2 separate regions of the Triticum aestivum genome follow, and region 2 is linked to region 1. A link is a contact called in public Hi-C data. All regions are on one chromosome and are shown on one strand. Each heading gives the region's core, a stretch centred on a gene start, on an enhancer-like site or on the middle of the called end of the contact. The rest is flanking DNA. Distances are from core to core; before and after follow the strand shown. Region 1 holds the start of LOC123120188 (WD repeat-containing protein WDS homolog). Region 2 holds the start of LOC123120214 (bifunctional riboflavin kinase/FMN phosphatase).

What was found. A called contact is a pair of places that touch in the nucleus more often than the background predicts.
Region 2: a contact with region 1 is called in a Hi-C map of leaf, with 5 times the contacts expected there. The contact joins the promoter of LOC123120214 here to the promoter of LOC123120188 in region 1. A contact is called at or near these places in 4 of 5 Hi-C or Micro-C datasets (leaf and an unstated tissue).

The regions. Positions count from the first base shown.
Region 1 is chr1B:294,121,256-294,129,069 of IWGSC CS RefSeq v2.1, reverse strand. It overlaps LOC123120188 (WD repeat-containing protein WDS homolog), which reads right to left and starts at 5,081. Exons shown (of 5, transcript XM_044540184.1): 1 at 3,986-5,081; 2 at 3,688-3,756; 3 at 3,216-3,317; 4 at 364-1,008. The coding sequence starts at 4,642.
Region 2 is chr1B:294,569,155-294,576,968 of IWGSC CS RefSeq v2.1, reverse strand. It overlaps LOC123120214 (bifunctional riboflavin kinase/FMN phosphatase), which reads right to left and starts at 3,371. Exons shown (of 11, transcript XM_044540214.1): 1 at 3,353-3,371; 2 at 2,429-2,560; 3 at 2,141-2,327; 4 at 1,332-1,462; 5 at 1,155-1,224; 6 at 985-1,050; 7 at 300-454; 8 at 114-209. The coding sequence starts at 2,504.

The DNA of each region.
Region 1 (7,814 bases), core at 3,832-6,331:
CAACTAATGTGTCTGCTTCCACTAGTTAATGCTGAATAGTGCTAATTTAGCAAAACTGCAAACGAAGGCATGCCTTCTGTAACACAAAATTAATGAGTCTGGAATGATCAGCAAGAATACTGGTATTTCAGGTATGGAAGAATTCTACTTTTGGATATGCGAGTCTGCGATGTTCAGCATCACTCCTCACAGAAAAGGTATAGTGCAAGAGCATAAAACCTCCAAACGCATGGTACTGCTGTTTCTAAACAGATGTCATTCCTTGTTTAAAAATACCACCTAATGGAATCGAAGCAAGAAGTTGAAATGGAAGCAGGCTAAGATCTCTTCAAAGGCAAGGTTAAATTCTTCAAGAGGGTGTACCTGTGAATCCTCACTGCCACTAGCAATGAACAGATAGTCTGATCCTCCAAAGCATGATCTAATCACAAACTTTCCTTGCTTGTGCCCCTTGTATTTATCGGGCACTCTAGAACTTCCATTGGTTTTCCACAAATGAATTTCCTGGCTATTAAGGTTGACAATCATTGACTGTCCATCACCTGAAAGAGAAAGAGATGATATTGTCTGCCGTTCAGGAATTTTCCATTCCCGCCCCTTCCGAAGTTCTCGGATCCAGATTTCGTTAGGACATACACAGATTAGATGTTGGCCATCAGGTGTCACAGCAAGATCACTAACTTTAGGTATTCTCTCTCCAGCCCACATTTCCAGTTCTTGGCCTTCTAGGTCACAAGTGAAAATCATATTTGGAGAACTTTCTGGTTCACAGCTGGCACATACTATTTTCTCCGAATTTGGAAACCATGCACACGACGCGATGATGTGTTTTACTGAAGCACCAAATTTAAGATTGCATTCACCAGTATCAACATTCCACAGTTTTAAAGATTCCCCATTACCACAAGTGAGAAGCATTCTATCATTTGGGCTCCACGCAACAAAGGAAATAGGACTTTTGTGACCCTCGAGGCAGTACTTCTTGGTTAATGTATCATCTTCTTCCACCTACATCATCTCTGGGGGTTAGACATGACAAGAATTTGAAGTTGTAATACAAGCGGGGAAATGAGTTAACATGGCACATAAATTGTATAAAGACTAAACGTGAATGCCAATAAAAAACAGAAAATATTCTTCTGGATGAAAACATGTGATTTTGCAAGAGGGTGGTTACAGTATTCATATAAATCACGCCTACTACCTTTAAATGAGCTGTAAAAATTAAAAATTAAAATAGAATCAAAAGGATGCATAGTCATAACTCGTAACCTCACAACTTATGGTGTTTTCACACATGTATATTTCAGTTAACATACTTACACCCTCATCTCTCCACTAGCTTTGAATAGGAAACATCAATGATGATCAACAGGAAAGGGAACATAGGCAACAGTGCTAGGCTTTTGACACATCTTACAGTGTGTACATGAGAGCTATGAAATGTCATCTACTTCACTCAAGATGTACGTTTTCCACGCAACCCTTGTACAAATAAAGTTCAATTAGCATAAATAGACCAGCTTATATGATGTTTCATGAGCCCCATTAACTTATGCAGTGAACTTCACAACAACACAAATGCACGTGACCGTATTAAAGCTGTGTTTGGCATTGCATTGGATTATGATAATCCAGCTTATCCAAAAAGCTTTTGTCTATTTAGTGTTTATTTAACCATCTTGTCTCTAGTTTCGTGTCTATTTTCCGAAATTATAGAATAAGCACATCGCAGCACAGTTCAGCAACCGCACACTGAGCCTAAGTCTTCACAGGTCCAGTTAAAATGAAGCATATGAACAAACCAGAAAGAAGACCAAGATCTCACATGAGAAGCATGATCTTCCCAAGCCCAGGTTTGTATCACTACTCAGTTGAATATAGTCCCATCTGCCTATCATAGCATAAAAATTGGAAGAGAAGACGACATTAATCATATTTAGAGAGATATCGTGGTAATATGCATATGACAAAGATGAATGATGGGAATATGATAAAAGAGGACGGCAGAAAAGGCCGTTAATAAAAGCATGAACAGGAAAAACTACTGCCAGTCGTAGGTGGAAATCAGTATGGTCTCCAACAATCATCTTTTCTCATCGATATTCATAGCAATACAAAATAGGAAACTATAAAATACTACTATACTATGGAAGTAATTCAGTGTTATTTCGTACAAGTAATAAAAAATATTGAACAAATTAGTGGCTAAAATTCAAAAAAGGTTTGGCTACATGTACTCGAAAACATCATTTTATTTTGACTTGTTCATGGGTGGCCCAGCCTGGCAACATCAAAATGGCAAAACTTTTCTTATTCAGGGAAAACTCTGAAACTAACTAATAAATTTGGAAAATAATTAAATGCATACTTTATTCAGGGAATTTTCTATCAGGGAAATGGAAAAACTTTTCTTAAGCACAGCACAGTTATCCTTTCTTGAGCCAAGAGTAAAAATAATCAGAAGCTCTCAAGAATCCCACTTTTCTTCAACCAGACCCCAGAGCCATGGCAGCCAACATGGGAGATGAGCTCCCAGGTGGCCAATCAAGGGTGAGGGCTCATGGCCTCTTTGCCTGAAGGATGGCATAACAACCATTCTAGGTGGCTGAGTGCTTACTAGGAGCAAAACCAGAAGCAAGAGAAAGATGCATATTTTTCTACTGTACACTTCCTTGAATAAATTTTATCCATCATGAATGAAGTTTTTAGTAATGATCAGCAACGATCATATGTAACAAGGATATCTGACAGGCTTGACAGAGTGTAGAACTTCTATTCATAGTCAGATTCAGCAGAGGTAAAGAGCGTCCTAAATATAAACGTGTCACGGTGAATACTACACTTCCAAGAGTTCAACAGAGTATCTCACTGCGGATAGTACTTAATGCAGTCTGTCAGCTTATCTACAACTCTGGCAGTTTGGAGCAAGCTCTGTACTAATAAATATATCGTATTACACTGCTCGCTTGAGCAATGTTCCAACAGTTAAAAAGTACTGTCAGAGTGAAACAGTTTATTCACTTTATATGTTATTCAATGATGTTAGGTATAGCTGGGAGCAGAAAAACAAGCCTATTCTATTGTGCCCTGAATCTGATGGTTCTGCTTCAAAATTCTAAAGTGCCAGGAGAACAAAATATAATCTTAGCATTATTTATGCAAGTAACAAGGCACATTGCTTTTCAGGTCAATGTTAGGGTGTATAACTATACCTTCCAAATGATGGCCGTACAATCACTTGAAGATGATGCCAGGTAGTTTCCATCATTTGAAAACCTTACAAACCAAACTTCGTTTTTATGAGCACATAATATCTGCAAACAAGCATAGAAGTTTCAAGTATCCATCTCTGCCATACGGCCCCAGCACCCAAGCATGGACTATGTCTACTCATTTAGGATACATAAATAGTGTATATGAATACTCATCCCCTTTTGACAAACAAAATTAATAGTCTTGTGGATATTGGTTTTGAAATATCATAACTCATAACCATCTCACTGAGGATTGAGCAATGTTTGAAACCCACAGGACACTTGTACTGAACAGTAAGTTTTATGTGAATTAGCATGGTGACTATGGGAAGCATAAAAGCGAATGAAGCAGATTAATTTATACTTCCGGTGCAAAGATTACAAAATGGTACAAGTCCTGCCTCGCTGATGGAAAAGGAGCACTTCGTACTTCTGAAGCACAAGTTCCAGTTGAATGATAATTATATGCTTCCAATAGCCAACACAAGGAGGGATGGTGCTGCAGATATAGCAACATCATGGAACAGAAATTTAAAGACCATATGTAAATAGACATGCTGAAGCGTGCTCTGCGAACTACTCAATAGAAGTTGCTGTATTCAAGTTTCTGCTTCGATAACTCTAGTTTCTGAGTGTGGCATACAATTTCTCATTTCTTATAAATCTGACAGGCTACGAAATTTATCTAGAAGCTGATAGGAAAAACCAAGAACTACAAAAACTCACACCTGCGCACAGTCGGAAGGGATCTGCTCTTCATGGCACTTGTGATCCTCAAATAGAGTGACCTCATCCGGCAGATTATGATATATGCACGAAGCAACCTGCTGAATAACCGCAGTCTCCACCAAATGCTCAAGCCGCCCACTTGGCACACGGAACCATGGCGGCAACGCCTCAACCAAATCCAAGAAAAGCCCAATCCTGCATTCAGCCACAGCCTCTGGTGCAACCGCGCCCTCGGACGTGACCACTGCGCGAGCCAGCCAGTGCACACATCTTCTGTCGATGGCAAGAGGGGCGATCCGACGCGAGAGCACCTCCGTTGCAAGGCGTAGACCAGCGTCCCCAGTGCCCAGCAGCTCCAGGAAGTGCCCTCTCCACACCAAAAACTCCGCGACCGCACGGTTCCTTTCGGTAATGCCGGTAAGAGAGTCAATAGTGGCCGCGCACGCGTCCCACCGGCCAGACATTACGTCGAGCAGGAGGCGGTCGTGCTCCGGGGGGTACAGCGGCACACCGGACTCCGCCTCAAGCGTGGCTGCCGCCTTCCGGTAACCGAGGGAGTAGAGCGACTGCGCGATGAGCCGCACGAGCTCCTCGCGGCGTGGGGTCTGCCCCTTCTGGACCGCGGCATGGGGGAGAGAGCTCTCGGGCTGGTCCATGGACACGCCGAATTCGCCAGCTTGAGGGATTTTACGCCCCCAGCAATAGCAAAACCCGGAAAAGGGACGTCAGCTGCGGAGAGAGTGATTCGGAACAACTGTCGGATCAAAACAGCCGGAAAAAGGAACAAAATTCTGCGCTTCGAGGGACTGGAGAAGAACAGTTGATAACTGGTCAAAATCTGCGCGCCCGATGCCAGGAAAAATGGGAGGAGAACTCGAAATTCCGAGAGCTTCTTGGTGTGACGACGCGATTTTGGAAGAGGGGTTGTGGGATTTTGAAATGATCAGATCAAAATTGTGGGGAGTTTTGGTTTCCTGGTGGATCTGTGGGCCGATAAAAGTAGATATTTTGGGAATGCATACACAGCTCGGACGGTTGTTTTCGAACGGGACGCTGGAGGGGCCATGGCCGTCCATTATACATTGGAGTTGAATCCGAGCCGCACGAGCTCACTAGACGAGGATAAGATCGGCGGTGGGGTCCCGAGTTGGCTTTGTTCTCATGATGCACTTCTTCCCCACGTCCGGGTTCGTAATTTTCCTCGGATTTTATGTTAAAACTAGGTAAATGCCCGTGCGTTGCAACGGGGCATAATATTCTAATGGTTTAACAATAATCACGAGGCATTACTTCTTTTCTTATCTTTCATCCACTGCCTTCATGTCTCCACCTACCTAATTCAAACTTATCATCTTTGTCAATGGCGCATCCGGCTCACAATCTCCCTTTCTCCACCTCATTTCAAACACACACAATATTTTTCTTGGATATTCGTTTCTTATAATCTGCTTCTATCATTGGGCATCCAATCTAATCACATCCCCGTATTACCGAAGGTTCATATGCATTATATTTGCCACCACAACGGAGAAAAATAATGTCATGGAATCTGATCAAACCAGTATTACAAACCAAGTTCCAATAGCTTTAAGTTAACTGCATAATTGATCTTTTTTCATTATCCATTTCTTTAATCATGTCAGAATAATTATTTTGATCTTACATTTTTTGAACAAGGTACAGACGTCGACGCTCATACATACGCACATACATTCATTCCTATGAACACACACACGCACACCCTTCCTCCCACTAAACACGCATCGCCGAACGGCTTGAAATAAATTCAGGAAATGACGAGTACCAGGGTCAAGTCTAGGACTTGAACCTAGTGGACTGAAGATACCATTGTCCTCCTAACCATCCAACCACATGTTGGTTTGCATTTGACCTAACTATGTTTAGTAGACTCTATTATTTTTAAGAGAACGAAAATATTTAAGAAGTGACATGGTGTTAACATAGAAAGTATGACAAAGCCAGAAAAGATTTAAGAAATATTACCAAAATCATGTAATGAATGTAGATTCGCTCCGGGGATCAAAAAATAGGAACATAGAAAGTATGACAAAGTCAAAAAAGTTATACTATACATGGTGTTAACCTAAGCATTATTAGTCGTCAATTACTCCCATTATGGCGGCAGCCACAGAATCCAATGTTTGTGAGGTTGGTACAATATTTTCAAGTTTCTTACCAGTGAATATGTTGGCTTGACCTCTCTTCTCTGTTACATGTTACTTGCATATTTGCGGGATATAATCTACTGGGAAGAAAACAAAAAAGTCATGTCCGTGCACTTTGATGGTTATCCAAAAATACAATGGTAGTCCCAAATTGCATCGGTGTTCTCATCACTCAACAAATCCACGTAGGGATCCATTGTTGTGCCAAACAACAACAAAGCACTGCTCGACTCTCTCCGCTCTCTCTCTCTCTCTCTCATCTGCACAGCAATAAGAAATAGCAAAAACAGCATCCGTGCAGCATACTATATCTCTTCCACTTCCTAAACTATCTTATCTGTGAGTAGCATCAAGGTAATAAGCATAGAAAATCTCATCTCATCTCTCTCTCTCTCTCCCTCTCCCTCTCTCTTTCCCTGCTTGGCCCGCTACAGCACCGTGCTCTCCTGCCTCAGCAGCGGCCGGTCTCCCCTACCATTCCCTATGTGCAGCAACGCGGTGGCCTGCGCCTCGGCATCCTTGTACGAGGAGCAGCAACCCTCAGCCAGGAGCAGGCCGTCATCCTCGTTCAGCGCTGCCGATGGTAGCACAAAGGCGAGGCGACGACCTCGTCTAGGGCACAGCTTGGAGGCGGGGTGGCTCGACTGCGCTCGTCTCTACTCGCTCGCCACGTCACCGCCGATCCACACCCACCACCACTGTCTCCCAATCCCATCACTGCGAAGAGGGGAAGCAGAGCCTCACCAATGAGCACCGAGCAGAGAGAGTTGCTGAGCCGGACGGGGAGCGGGCGGCGATGGCGGCTTCAAGAGAGAAGAGATGGGTATGTGTGGCGGCTGTGCTTAGGACGAGGAGGCAACGCCCATGGCGAAGATAACGAGCGAGGGCATCAAATCATATCGGATCGGGGACTGCATCCCGATAATTTTGGACGCGATGAATGTGCGAGGGGAAAAAAAGCTGTCGACGACGGCCGAGAGACGCATGGACTCCTGCACGCCTTTGTATCGGGCCTTTCTGGGCCTGCGCACGTTGGCCACAGGACAACGGAACGAGCGAAGGCTGGACGAAGATCGACGACGTAAGAGGGGAAACGGAACGTTCCGTTTTTTTTAGGTAGTAGAGATTTGATCATAGATTTTATATTAGCAAAAAATAAATTATATACAACAAGAATTGTACTTATTATTGGGTGCATGTTTAAATAAAGACGCCGATAACGTCCACACGTGTAGGCGTTAAGGGGTCTGCCCACACAGTTCGTGTGGTGTTTAAGAGGATCAGCCCACACGCCTACGTATGGGCAAACCAAGTAATGCCCACACGCCTCTTTTTTTCCTCGCGGTCCCTCTCACATGCATGCGTGTGGGCAAAATAGATAACGCCCACACGCCCGTACATCAGGCCTCGTACCTTATGGTCCCGCACGCCCCGCGTGACAGTCAGCAGTGTCCCCGCAGTTGCCATTGTCTGGATCCTCTTCCATGTTCATTTAACTGCACTTGCCATGGTTGCTCAACTGCGGTTGTCATGTATGGTCAGGTCTACTACAGTTGCCATGATTTTAAAACTTTAGGAGTTGCCACCTGCTAACACAGTTGAGAGAGTTGCCATGTGCTCACAAGCACGCTAGGGCAGTTGC
Region 2 (7,814 bases), core at 2,122-4,621, 450 kb before region 1:
TGAAAAAAACATTTATAGAAGTGATAGCATGTGAAGTCGGTGAATTGTTCTAGACATTTAGGTTTGAAAACTTGCTAGTGAAATCTTTAATTATATAATATGTTCCACGATACCTGTTGGTATTCCTAGTACTTTAGAACCACGGCCAAATCCTTTGATCACAGGTCCACCAATAAACCATGGGTCTATTGGTAAGGTACCTTCAATCCCTGGGCAAAAAATTGATGAACAGTAAGTTGAATATGTCCATATTGTTCTAAGATAATGATAAACAGATAGTCCCAAGAGTTAGAGCATACAATCATTGAAGGGTCGCAAACCCCATTTTTCAGGCCTTAAGTCGAGGAGGGAGTTGATAATCTCATCAGCTGAACTGAATTCATCGGTCCTTTTGGGTACTGAAGGGACAGCTATGACATGCATTCCTGCAGCTTTGCCAGCCGTAACACCTGGCCTGGCACAATCATTAATTGAAAATGTTAAGCTAATATGGTTACTAAAACACTCCACGCTAAAATATAAGTTTGGAACCAGTAATGTGAGTGTAGATATGGTGGATGTAAACATAATATCTACATAAATATATGGAACAGCTATGCATCTGCAATTCTGCATAATTCAAAATTCTGTGCTGTGCACATTAGCATAGCTTTCTAATTAGTGTATTATTAAGTAAATTCATCAAGTTGTACCACTGTAAGCTATTATGATGTGGAAGATCATTCATGTCAGAATTTATCTGTCAAAAGGACTGACATTGTTCTTTTACAACATAAAGCAAGAATAACATTTCCTGACATTCACAAAATCTATCAGATGGTTACTGAAGGTATGTTTTTATTGCTATGTAGCTGGAGACGAGAACCAAACTTCCATGCCAATTCAAGCATATCCAAACATGAATTTCTGTTCCATCAAAAAGTGCATGGTGTTCCACTGAAAACATCTATGTCTATATTATTACATAACCAAGGCAGAACTTACACGGAATCCTCAATTACTAGGCAATTTGAAGGATCAGCATTCATTCTTTTTGCAGCTTCCAGAAATCTTGAGTATCACCACACCAGCAGAACAGGAGTAACTAAATGAGATCAGTTTGATAAATCTATAGGGTATCAGTAATGAAAACATTATATAGCACATTGCCTTACATATCTGGGGATGGCTTTCCTGACTCTACTTCATCAGCACCAACAATTGCAGAGAAATACTCTTTCCATCCTATACATCATAAGAGTAAACTAAGTACTGTATCATTCCACCAAATACAAAGAAGGACACGAAAAAATCCAGGTATCCCTAAAGCATGGAAAAATGGAAAAGGATACCTTGATGGCACGAGATTTTGGATTCAATGTTTGATCTTGAAGAGTTGGAAGCTAAAGCAGCTGGCACCCTGCTGCTCTTCAAATGTTTTATTAACCGATTAGCTCCAGGAAGAGCTTTTATGTTGCCCCATCTGCAATATGAAATTTAATATGCTACTCATATATCTGAAGGAATACAGCCGCAAGTGAAAATTACACGGGCCAGTTTTTTTTCAAGAAAAATAGTGCACATTACAGCATGAGAAAGCTGTAGTAGTTCTATCATCATGCCCAATACCAGTCACAACCTTACGACAAGTTATTGTAAGAAAATCTTTACAAATGATCTCATTAGACACAAATCCTTTTCATTTCTATTAAAGTACTTTCTGCACTATACCCAAAATTCACTTTACTGTTTAAATTGCATCAAAGGAGCGTGACCAAAGAACTAACTTAATTCTGCTGCTGATTTACAGAAATTCTTCTGCAGTGACTTGCCAAGTGCACTGTTCAATCTAAAAGCATACCAGACATACACAATGAAGCCTATTTGGGTTTGAACCCGCCTTATGGTATACCAGATGCTTGCTTCTAGATGTAGTACCATAATTTAAGTATGTACTGATAAAACAGAGAGAGATATTGAAATCAACCATATATATAAATCGCATTGTTACTCATAACTTAAAAAGACTGAAATAAACAATCTACTTTATCAAGCGAATGGCCTGATGCAGCCACAAAATGTATAAATTTTCCACTACAGTAAGATGGTAATATGCATTTTCCGAAACATAGACAAGTATGAAGAGGCTCAGTGAGATTACTGCTCGCTGAACATTGGATTAATCAAGGAGAGGAACTCTTCGGTGGAGTAAGGGAGTCCGTAATCTTCTAAAACAACAGCTGCAGCTTCATAAGGTGTCTTTCCAACAAATTTGTGAGCTTTCTTGCTATCCCACTTTTTCCCATTTTTAACAAGAAATGGTTTCAGCACCTGGCTTACAATGCAATCTGCCAAATGGTACGACCAAGGTAAGCAGGAATGGGTATTCGGCATTTATTTAACTCGGAAAGATCAAACAATGGAGGAAATTTTTGGAATTCACGGTCACCTGTGTTTAAGAGGGTACCATCCAAATCAAGAATGACATGGGAAATAAGGCGAGTAATGGGCTTTGGTGCTGCCATTTCCAAGGACGGATTAGCTAAATGCAGCAAGAGACAAATTATTTGGGTAGCCCAACCTGACATGTAGCAAAAACTATTCAGTCACACACCAAATTAGTGATACTAAATCATAAAGTTAGTTAATCCGGCAATGTTTTTCTGATGATTTAATATATGCATATAATTACTTATTACAAGTAGGAGTGAAAAGCAGTAGCCCATCCTATCCTTGGTTTTTGAACCTGAGACTATTTTTTCCAAAGTTGTGATGGTACAGACTACGGACCGCTATTTACAGGAGCATAGAAAATTCGTTTGGCACTAGTGTTTGGCTGGGCTGACTTATGTAATCACCTCCCGGTAAGTGTGCCGGGTGTATGAAGGCCAGTGTGATTTTGTTAGTCGCTGGATGAAAACAACCTTACCTCGATGGCCAAAGACTGGGACGGGGTGAAGACAGCAGGAACACGATGTCCCGGTGAGATAGAACGGGAACGGCGACGCGCGTGAGAGGCGGGAGGAGGGGGTGAGGTGGGGTGGGGGTGGAGGCGTGATTGAGGCGCCCGCGGTGACTCTTACGGCGCGGCGGCAGCCCTAGAGCCGCGCTTTCCCTCTAGTGCGGCTGGGAATTTCTTGATTTCAACCTCCGCCGCTGGCCGGCCGGAGCAGAACCGATCCGGATAGGCTTATAGCGTTCCCTTGCACACGAAAAGGCCGATCTGTACACTTGGATTTGGAAGTGATAAGAAAAAGAAAGGATTATACGCCGCGAGGACGCGTACGTGCGCGGCGAAGAGACGACTTGGGTACTGCTAAGTTTACTGAAGGAGAAAACGATGATGGAGATGGGGAGCAGACGAAGGAAAAACCTGATGATGATGCTACAGTTAGTAATCAAGACCGGCTAAATTTGAGAAAGGGAATGGGAGTTTAAGAGCAACTACAATGGAGTGACCCAAATGGACACGGTTTTTGTCTGTTTTCATCCGTTTGGGTCGCTCGTCCGCGCAGCGGACATGCCGTGGACACGTGCCGACGGAGGATGTATCCAACGCGGGACACAAATGCAGACACACGCTAACGGAGCCCCTGCTTGCCCCGTCTCCTCCAACTAGCGGCGCCAGCGCCGCCATGCCCCTCCTCGCGCGGCCCCTTCATCACTCCCTCTCGCGCCATCGTTCCTCTCCGCCTCCCACTCACGAGATCCAGCCGCCGCACGGCATGAGATCCAGCTGACGCACGGCGCGAGATCCAGCCGCCACCGCACGGCGCGAGATCCAGTCGTCGCCGGTGCAGGACGCGAGCTCGAGCCGCGGCCGCACAACGTGAGCTCTAGCCGCCGCCGCCGCACGACGCGAGCTCTAGCCGCCGCCGCACGACGCGAGCTCTAGCCACCGCCGCACGACGCGAGATCCAGTCGCCGCCGTCGCACGACACGAGCTCTAGCCCCGTGGGCGACAGAATGACGGTGTGCAGGTGGCGCCGGTGAGCATCCTGCGTCGGCGGCCTCGCCGGTGAGCGCGACGGATGGCTGCGCCAGTGGCCTCTCTACTTGTTGCGGCGGTCGTGGAGTTGCCCAGCTCGTGCCCAGTCACTGGTACGTGGGACCAGGGGGAACACCAGGGCGGACACGAACGATGGTAGCGAACGGTGGGAGCGTTCGCTTCTGTCCGCTTCGTCCCCATTTGTTCCCAGATTTGGGCTAAGTTTGTGTCGGGGACGGACAACAAGCGAACATGTGCGTCCGTTTGGGTCATCCCGTTGGGCCAAGTTTTATGTCCGGATGACCCAAACGGACAAAATGGGTCACCCCATTGGAGTTGCTCTAATGTACGGAATTGTATTGAGATTAGATATGGGATAAGTCGTTTTATTACCTGCTTGGCGCATTATGGAAATTATGTCTGAGAGTTTGAGGAGAAACTGTATTCTCGTGTTTTGGTTCATGGTAATTGACAAAGAAATATACGAAGGAAATTAACGTGAGGGGTAAAAAATGGCTCACTAAAACAATTCCCTTCCAACTCTCACCCCCTCTCCTGTTAATAAAATGGTGGGAGTTGGAGTCTCAAGACCCATGACTATTTCCTTATGAACTCCCAATCCCTCTAACTAAACAATAGATTTAAAATCTCGTATCCCTTCAATTCCCATTCCATAGCTCTAATTATCCCAATCAAACAATAGATTTGAAGTATCTGGTTCTCTGGTTGTTGTACTCCCTCCGTATTTTTTGAACTAAAAAACGTTTATACTTTGGTACAGAAGCAGCTGACGGGGGATCCCTCGGTCCCGTTATATGTATCACCAAGGAAGAATAATCAGAGACCTAAAGACATCTCCAAACGGTGACCCCAAAATTATCTATCGTATCCGTCTGCGAACTGGGGATCTGATCCCTGGCATAGATGCGGGAGACCGCCATCCAACATTGTCCTCGTATATTTGGCCAATAATTAGATCTAACCAGACGAAAATTGATAAAGTCGGGCAAAATTCATTGAAGTTCGGACATAATTTTGACAGTTTAATAAAAAAACTAGAAAAAAAAATCTAAACCCTATACCAGACGACCACCTCGTACGCGTGACTGTCCTGCCCTGCCGCACCATCGTCGTCCCTCCAGCGGCGAAACACCACCGAAGGGCCGCAGCAACCTTGTTCGACGGCTGCATGCCGCTCGCGTAGGAGCCGCTCCACCTCCTGTTGCGCTGTGCAGAGTGTCGCCGCGGCCACTGCCGACGTGGCCTTCGGAGCCCTGGTGGCGACCTTGCTGCGACCGGCGTTGGCAGAGCAGTCACTAAGTGACCACTCCTCGCCAATCTCGAGCTCGCCGTCAAGGAGGCGGCGGCGCTTGGCGGCCATCTCAGCGGTTGTGACGGAGCTGTCGAGGGCCCACGCGTCGGCAAGATTGGCATATAAAAAGATATGTTCGGCCATGTACGAGATTAGTTTTAGTTTGTTTTCAGAGTTATGAAATATACAGAAAAACGTCCGAGTTAGGGACGACCATATCTTGTATCATCTGTGATTTTCCATCGTGAAAATTTATTAGCGACGGAGGGTTGATCATCACATCGACACCTATGTGTTGATTCAAGAGGATCATTATTTTTATTCATGTATTTTCGTACGCGGGTGAAAATTGTTCTTGAAGGTTGCGAGGAGGAACAAAGAGACGGACTGCTCATCAAACATCGCCGTGAAAGATCGGGCCGTTTTCACTCACGAAATAGTGTCTCGCTAGTCCGTGCTTCATCATAGATCATACTTGGAGTTCCTCGAACGTTGATGACGATCCTGCAAACCGCCCTCGAATAATCCCTCGAACAGAAAATCGAAAGCACGGTCTCTCTACTTGGTTGCAAGCGTACGATCTTCACGATCCGCTAGCGCTTCACCGTCCAGAGCTAATCATCGCTGGAGAATTGGAGGGAGGAGTTTAGAACCACACGGGACTTTTAATTATAAGGATTAGAGATGGTTAGGGCTCGCTCTAATTAGTCAAAAAGGACCAACTAGAACGTGTACTAGATCAACTAGAGGAGGCACCAACACTTGTATATCCATATGGTAGAAATCCTCTAGTATATATAGGTTAGAGGGGAGGGAGAGGGCAGCCACCAAGGTGGGAGAGAGTCCCTTTTGGTGCGCTAGCCTTGGGGGGAGTCCCACTCCTTCCCCAAGTAGGATTCGAACACCCCCCCCACACACACACAAGGAAACGGGGGGCGCCACTTCCATATGGGCCTATCTAGCCCATATTTCCTTCCACCTCTTCACCTTTTAAGGCCCGTTGATATTTTAATTAAATATAAAATGTTCTAAATGTTTTCATACGATTATATATATAATTTAACATCTCCGGAAATATTATATTTTGCACCTATATATAATTAATCAGTAATACTCGGTATTACCCGATACTCACCGAAACCCTTCCGGTGACCCTGAAACGCTTCCGGAACCTCTTGGAACTATTCTGGATATTCATGAAACAATTTCATGAATATATTCTCATCACTCTCGTCCCGCTAATACTCAGTAGATCGTGATTACCTTAAGCTTGTGACCCCGTAGATTCGGTAAATCATAGACATGAACGAAAACCCTTCGTTTAATGACTGCTAGCAGAACAGTGGACATCCATATCGGTCCCTGCGATTACACGAATAATAACCGAGTGAACCTTTGGCTATCATGTGATGTTCCCTTTGCTTTGCGATACTTTTCAAAACCCGGTGTGCATCGGTATCCTCCTGAGTAATCACCATGCTCACTATACTGTTGCTCCTGTTACTGGTTTTGTTCTTCTTTCTCGTGACATGTTCCGCCATCCCCGTGACGCAGTCACCAATGTCTAGCCAGACCCGTCACACCAAGAGGTCCCTTATGAATTTCTCTCCATCCTCAGAGGAGCAAATCCCACTCTCGAGCTATCTGGTCACTTTGTCAAACTTTCTGGTGAGCCTGAAAGTTATCGTTATGATCACCTTGTTACAGATTGTGTTTGAGCAACCCTAGAGCCCACTGTCCGGTAGGAAGTGACCGAGACACTCTCATGGTCTGAGGAACTAAAACACATGCTAACGCTCTGTGTTATAACAGATGATTTTAGATGATATAATCACATAGTATAACAGACAAGTATTGGGTCGATTCAATATGACCATTCTTCTAACGTCATACCCTCAATGTTGTTCTAGGACTATCTTTACACTTAACGATATCCTAAGACCCGGAAAAGTTATCACCAACAACACTTAAGCCGGTCTTAGAGGCGAGACTGGGAACATATTGTTATTGTTTATCATTTCACACATGCATATGAGTTTTCCACTGAATCGCATATTCTAGGATCATAGCAGTTATAGCATGAAATATAAAATCTAAATTATGAATAAAAATATATAATAATACAATATTATTGCCTCTAGGGCATATTTCCAACAGTCTCCCACTTGCACTAGAGTTAATAATCTAGTCGCATGGTTTTCAAACACATATGGCTTATCTGGTGTTGCTCATACTTTGCTTGTGGTAGAGCCTTTGTCATTCTTTTGACATATTCAAAACTCAGTAATATTTGTGCCGGTCTTGTCTGTTTTTAAGGATCTCAATCCATCTTGCTTTGAGCTATAACATTTTATTCAAAATAAAATATTATTAGACTAATTGCACTTAGAATAACACCAACCATATCAAGACTCTTCTTGACTATATATTGTGATTGGTTTTATCATATTTTGTATTCACCCATTTATATCAAGACTTTTCTTAATTGGACATATTCATAATATAATGTTTATGGGTTTCTTACAAGTTTTGTAA